Regions from separate parts of the Triticum aestivum genome. Here region 1 is linked to region 2. Evidence: chromatin contacts called from public Hi-C data. All regions are on one chromosome and are shown on one strand. Each heading gives the region's core, a stretch centred on a gene start, on an enhancer-like site or on the middle of the called end of the contact. The rest is flanking DNA. Distances are from core to core; before and after follow the strand shown. Region 1 holds the start of LOC123121393 (ASC1-like protein 1). Region 2 holds the start of LOC123121390.

Region 1 (2,996 bases), core at 190-2,689, 890 kb before region 2:
TATCCACTTCAATTCCCTGTCGATTCCTAGCGGGATCTGACACGGTGCTCATTGTTGTGTTTTCCCTCTTTGTTCTCCCTTACTATGTGTGCTGTCGGTGTGTGTTATTTTTTGCTCAATCTCTTCTCCCCTGTGCCTCCTGTTCACTTGGACCCTATCTTGCGATGGGCTGCAAAGCCTTGTTGTAGGGCAAATGAATTAAGGTGGGAACAGCCCCCCCCCCCCCCCCCCCCGGTTTGAAAATTCAAAAAAGTAAGAGCGGATAATATTTTGCAAATGTTAAGCTTCCAGTACATGTTCTATAATTTTCTAGATAAACTTGGATAGTAGCATGTCCCGCCTCACATCTGATTCACTAGCAATATAGCACAACAAATTTTACTCACATGCCATTTAACCAATAATATCAGTAGAACCCAAAGAATCACACACTTCACAGTATGAAGATGTTTAAAAGTACCGCCCTAAACAAGAGGGAAAACAAGTGGCATCTAAGAGCGTGTCAATGATTCGATTATTTTGTTAAAGAGAAGGCAACTTTCGAAAAAGCAGTCACGATGACCACAGCTTTATCGAGCCGAATCCAGCACAATCTCAATCAAAATGCAGTACATTATTGCTATGGTGCTGTATTTTCTAGTTTCTATTTGTTTTTCTGATTGACAATTTGATCCATAGTTACAGAGGCTCACATCAGAACATGCACAGTTACCGAAACTGTTATCCAGGCACATCAGTTTTATGAGAAAACTGATTCATCACTAGCAATACTGAAGCAAGAAACTCAAGGGGGAATGCTTATCCAGCAACTAACTGCAGCTTACCACGGGCATTCCGGATCCGATGAACCACTAAAAACCGAAGAGGGGAGCAGCCAGGCAGTTTACCTCGAAGACGAACCGGTCGAGGAGGAAGCGCAGGGCGGGAAAGAAGGCGACAAGGATGGGAAGCACGGCGTAGTCGCCGTACGCCGGGTAGGCCTCCGCCTCCCAGTCCACCGGCGTGGAGGACGAGTAGGATCTCGTGAAGAGCTCCACGAGCGCCGCCATTGCGGGTGGGAGATCCAAATCCAAGAACCTAACTCCCAGCTGGTTTCTTGGATCCGAGCACGGAAAGCGGACGCGCCGCCGATCCGAGAAGCCCACGAGCGCTCCCGAGCCGGGGAGGAGGACAGACGAGTCAACACGAAGCCGCCGCGATGCTAGATTCGGTGTGGGTGGAGCTGAGCAAGAAGTAGACGAGGAGGAGTACTAAATCTTCCGCCTTGGTGGTAACGGATTGCTGCTAGGAACGGGAGCGGATGCACTGGCGCCCTTTTCTGCGGGGGATTGGAGAATCCACTGGGGTTAGGTTGGGTTGGGTGGGGAGATGAGATCTGAGCGTCAGCTTTATAATTTAGTAGCGGCGTTATTGGTTACGAAGCAACCAGGCGGCGGGATCCCGTCTGTGACGGAAAAAGAAAGGGTACAAATCCCCTTTGTCTCCGGTCGACTGGTTCGTGCTGGGCATGTCTCCACGTGACCCCGATCGAGGGCATATCGGTATGGCTGGCTGGCTGGATTTCGTTGTCGCCAAAACTCGTCAAAATCTAGAGCTTTTCTTGGGAATTGAAATTTTAGAGCGCTGGCACATGGTGCTGTTCTGTGTGCCCGTGTCACGAAATTCAAATCCAGGGTTCTGTAAGCACGTCGTATTTGTGCAACCAAATCTGTCACTTTCGCCCGTCCATATGTAGATTGATTGATCTCGGTTTTTTTTATGTTATTGTAAAATGCACGCTTTTGTCAACTCATGGACTGTTTTCGTGGCCAAAAAGAAAGAAAGCTCACTCATACCTTGTTTAGTTTATATAAAAAGGAAAAGTCATTTTCATTATGCTCTCATGTTTTTTAACACAGTATAGACGCAAACACTTATATATACGCGCATACACTCATCTCTATACACTCAAGAGCACCTCCGAGAGACCGAGCCGATATATCATCTTGAAATTGACGGAATCACTAAAGGCAGCTGGTAGTCAACAAGAACGTCTCGTCCCAATGAATACACATCACTAAAATAAATACGAGCAACAGAACTATGCAACCACAGGTTGGTTTGTGTTATGTTCTCATGGTTGGAATGTACAATACCACTACAATGGTTGTGGGGTTGGTCCAATCAAGTAATTAAAGAATTAATTAATTACTCCTGCAATATTAGTCGCCCACGTAGTTAATATCGTGATAACTGTTGTATATTAGGAAGACAACGGCCGTGCCATTAACCACGTCAGTTAATCACGGCAAATTGAACACCAGACGTGCGCTGGGTCGTTGGATGTGAGCTCCACTGCATGCACAACGTACAAGGCGCATGTTGCGGTCTACAAATTTGGATATAATTTTATTTATTTATGATGTTCATTATACTAGCATGATTGAATATGTATAGGTTAAAAGTTCTTTTAAAAAATAAACTGCGGCCCTGAGAGATTTTATAACGCGCCTGGTTGGCTAATAGGTACTACTACCTCCGTTCCAGTTTACTGAGTATCCTCGTATTTTGGGTCAAAGTTTGATCATCTACAAAACTAACAAAATATAAATTATATTATACAAAAAGTATATTATTGGATTTGTATTTAAAAAGGCTTTCTCATAGTATAATTTTTATGAAATATAGTTTGAACTTTATTAGTTAAATTTATAGTCAAATTTTAGCCCAAAATAAGAGGGGGTCTAATAAACCTGAGCGAAGGTGGTATCACGATAGAAGATTTACATTATGAGAATTAATTCTTATTATTATTGCAACGTTGTGGTTCTCCCCACTAGGATACACGTCTGGCCGCCCTCCCTCCCCTTCGCCGCGCCGCGTGGCGGCATGGAGGGATCCCCAGATCTCGGCCGCCGGTCCTCCTCCCTCCTCATCCTCCCTTGCCGCTGCCAGGGGGCGCGGCCGGGCTAAGCCCGACTGGAGCCGGCGGCGGCGGGGCGGTGGCGTCCTCTCGC
Region 2 (3,084 bases), core at 295-2,794:
TCCTCCATATTCATCGTATAGGATCCAATAACATGTGCTGCATAATATGGGATGTAGATATTCTGATCATGTGAAAGCCAACGCCTGTTTTTCAGGCCCTTCCATATTAGAGCTGCCATGCACTCAAATATTCCCAAGTTGATGAATTCAGGGTCATTTGGGTGTGCCATGGCAGTGTTCCAAAGGCCACTGATAGGGAGAACTTGGCCATCATCATCTTGGGAAGGAAGTTCTCTAAAGAATTTCAGCACACTTGCTCTTCTTTTGCTAGGGTTTGCTTCCTTCATAACACAGAAGAAACATCCAGGATAAGGGCAATCAGCAGGTATTTTATCCATTAAGAACAGGTCGATCTTATGTGCTTCCTTAGTCAGATCCTCCAAAATTATACTTCAAACTGCATCATGCAATCATATTATCAGCAAAACGAAAGAAAAAAATCTCTTAAGGAACAAAGCATAGTCCAACAGATCATTTAATCCATGGTCAGCATATAAAAACACTTTGAAGTTTGAAGTAGCAAATTAATATAGCATGCTTGATAGCTTATCTTTTATTTCCCCTTCTGTCACTGCTTAAGTATGGTGATTGAATAAGTTATAACTATATGAAGTTGACTGGCAAAAAATTATCCACTAAAAAAGGGGCAAAAATGACCAACACAACACATTAGTGGCAACTCCACCAAAGGAAAGTGAGATTCACCCAAACTTGTTGATATTATATAGGACATGTTCTATTTATTTGCAAACTCTAGCAAAGAGGACTCGGGGAAGTTGCATTTGGTTCAAACATGGGTGATAGCTACATAGCCTACTTCCTATAATCCCTAGCAAAATTCCATCTAACGAGAGAAATGTACAGTAAACTGACAGGGACGTCCAAGTAGTGAGTAAATTAAACCTGCTGATAATGCAAACCATCTTCTGGGGCTCGTCTATCTAAACCTAATAACGCAACATCCCTGTTATACCTGCCATGGAGCTACCCCGGAATCTTCCAAAAGGGTACAGAACGCACTAGATGCGAGGACCTAGGTACCGTTGGAATCTCACAGCAGGGAAACAACATGGAACCACCATGACAAGAAAAAAAATACAACAAAATTGGCACACTAAACCCCAGTGAAACAGCAGCATTGCGTCGCCTCCCCGCTCATCACCAAGGACCGAGACCCCCGGGAAGAGGGGACGCGACTTCCGGAGCCCAAACCCTACCTCGCCAGCCCCGCGCTCTCGCCCCCAGCGCGAACCAAGCAAGGAGCGCCCCAGGAATGCCTACAACTGGAACACGGCGCGGAGAAGAGCAGCACTGAAGGCAGGGGGAAGGGAAGAGAACGGACCGAAGAGGGGACGACTCGGCGCCGGCGACCGGAGCCCCTCGAATGCAGGCCCGGAGGCGGCCGCGCCGGATCGAACCGCGGGCGGAGGCGGGGGAGGGGGCGGGGGCGGATCCGGCGGGGAGGGGTTCCCGGCCGGTGTTCCGGGGAGGAGCTGCTTTGATTTGGCTCCGGTTTGATTTGATTTTGGAGAGAGAGAGTGTGGGGGGAGGAAAGGAAGGGGGAGGCGGGGCCTATGATAAAATGAAATTATCAGCGCGGCGTGTACCGGCGCTGCAAAGCTGCAAGTTGCGAGCAGGGCGGACCCCCCACCCCAGTGTCTGTCCGTCCTTTGTGTCCACGACGCCGACGGGCCTGACTGACTGCCTGCCTGCCTGGAGTCTGGTCCAGTGCGCGCGTGCTTGTCCACGGATCTCCCGGTTTTACCCCTCACGGGATGGGGTGAGCGGTGCCGTCACACAGTATCTCCGGGCACCACCCTCACATTGGAATATGGAAGACCTAGTTACGGTAGCCTCCGACTAATTTCTCTGCTGACTGACTTCAACTACCCATGTGTTGAGGGGCCTAGTTAACCAGGAAGGAGGGAGCAGTTGGTACTACTACTTGAAACTCGTGTGATGGCGAGCTCGGTAAGAATGTAACCGTTGTTTAATCCACCTGCTGCACGAAGGCATTGATATGCGCATTTCTAGGGCACCTAAACGGTCGGCAACAAAGTAATGCGACAAACAGGCGATGTTACCACTGTAATGCAGTTTACTAAACTGCCAACAACACGAGGCAGTGCCGCTGGAAATATCATTTTGTCTTTCTGCCATGTTCTCCAGCGAATATCAACCAAAACAACACCATTTCGTCTATCATCGTCAACATAAAAGGGTGGGACAAAAATGTGTCAACACAAAATACACAATGGCATCTCAATCTAATCCTGATCAACACCTCATCCACAAAATGTTCTACTCTTGGCTTATTCTCGGTGTACCAAAAAATCCCTAGCAGTTGCTCGATGAAGGGCAAGATTTTTCCCACGGCGCAGTTAACTACTCATACAAGCCAGCCACACTTAAGTCGGACACCGGCTTTGACGAACAGACGCAAGGCAAGGCGGAAAGAGCAGCTTTGAGGATAACACAACAGCATCTCATCCAACGATGTAATCCTACTCCCCGGCCTTCTCCTCCTTGGCAATGTGGAAGCCTTCGATCTTACACGCAATCTCCTCTGCTCCAGCCTTGGGTTTACCATTTGTATCGACCGCCTCCTCAGCATCCACGTTAGGTGGGCTCAGCTGCCAGATCCGAATAGTACCATCTTCCGACCCTGAGGCGTATGATTCGCCACCAGGTGCAAACCGGACGCAGTGAACTGGACCATGATGCCCTTTGTTACAGGCTGCACAATACAACAATACTCGGTTATGTCAGCATGGCAAAGTGTAATTGAGAGGACAAGGAACCAATAATAACTTCTGAGAAGTATACAATTGAAGCACAATCAAACAAGTAACATGACAATACTGCAACATAAATACCATCAAATAGTCAACGCACAATATCAGAAAACACATGAAATAACGATGAGTGAAAATAGTACTAATAAACTAGTCTCGGTGCCGGTGGAACTCTTGCTTAAGATTACATCGATGAATCTCATCATTGAAATATAGAACAACATATTGATCCATTTCCAATGTTCCTTTCCAACTGCTTTATAATATAATACTAGCAAAATGCCCATGC

Evidence for each region. Hi-C and Micro-C count contacts between places; a contact is called where the count stands out from the background.
Region 1: a contact with region 2 is called in a Hi-C map of leaf, with 6 times the contacts expected there. The contact joins the promoter of LOC123121393 here to the promoter of LOC123121390 in region 2.

The regions. Positions count from the first base shown.
Region 1 is chr5D:310,133,921-310,136,916 of IWGSC CS RefSeq v2.1, reverse strand. It overlaps LOC123121393 (ASC1-like protein 1), which reads right to left and starts at 1,439. Exons shown (of 6, transcript XM_044541352.1): 1 at 888-1,439. The coding sequence starts at 1,049.
Region 2 is chr5D:309,239,023-309,242,106 of IWGSC CS RefSeq v2.1, reverse strand. LOC123121390 reads right to left here and starts at 1,544. Exons shown (of 4, transcript XM_044541347.1): 1 at 1,343-1,544; 2 at 1-397. The coding sequence starts at 338. It overlaps LOC123121391 (serine-threonine kinase receptor-associated protein), which reads right to left. Exons shown (of 7, transcript XM_044541348.1): 7 at 2,174-2,737. The coding sequence ends at 2,505.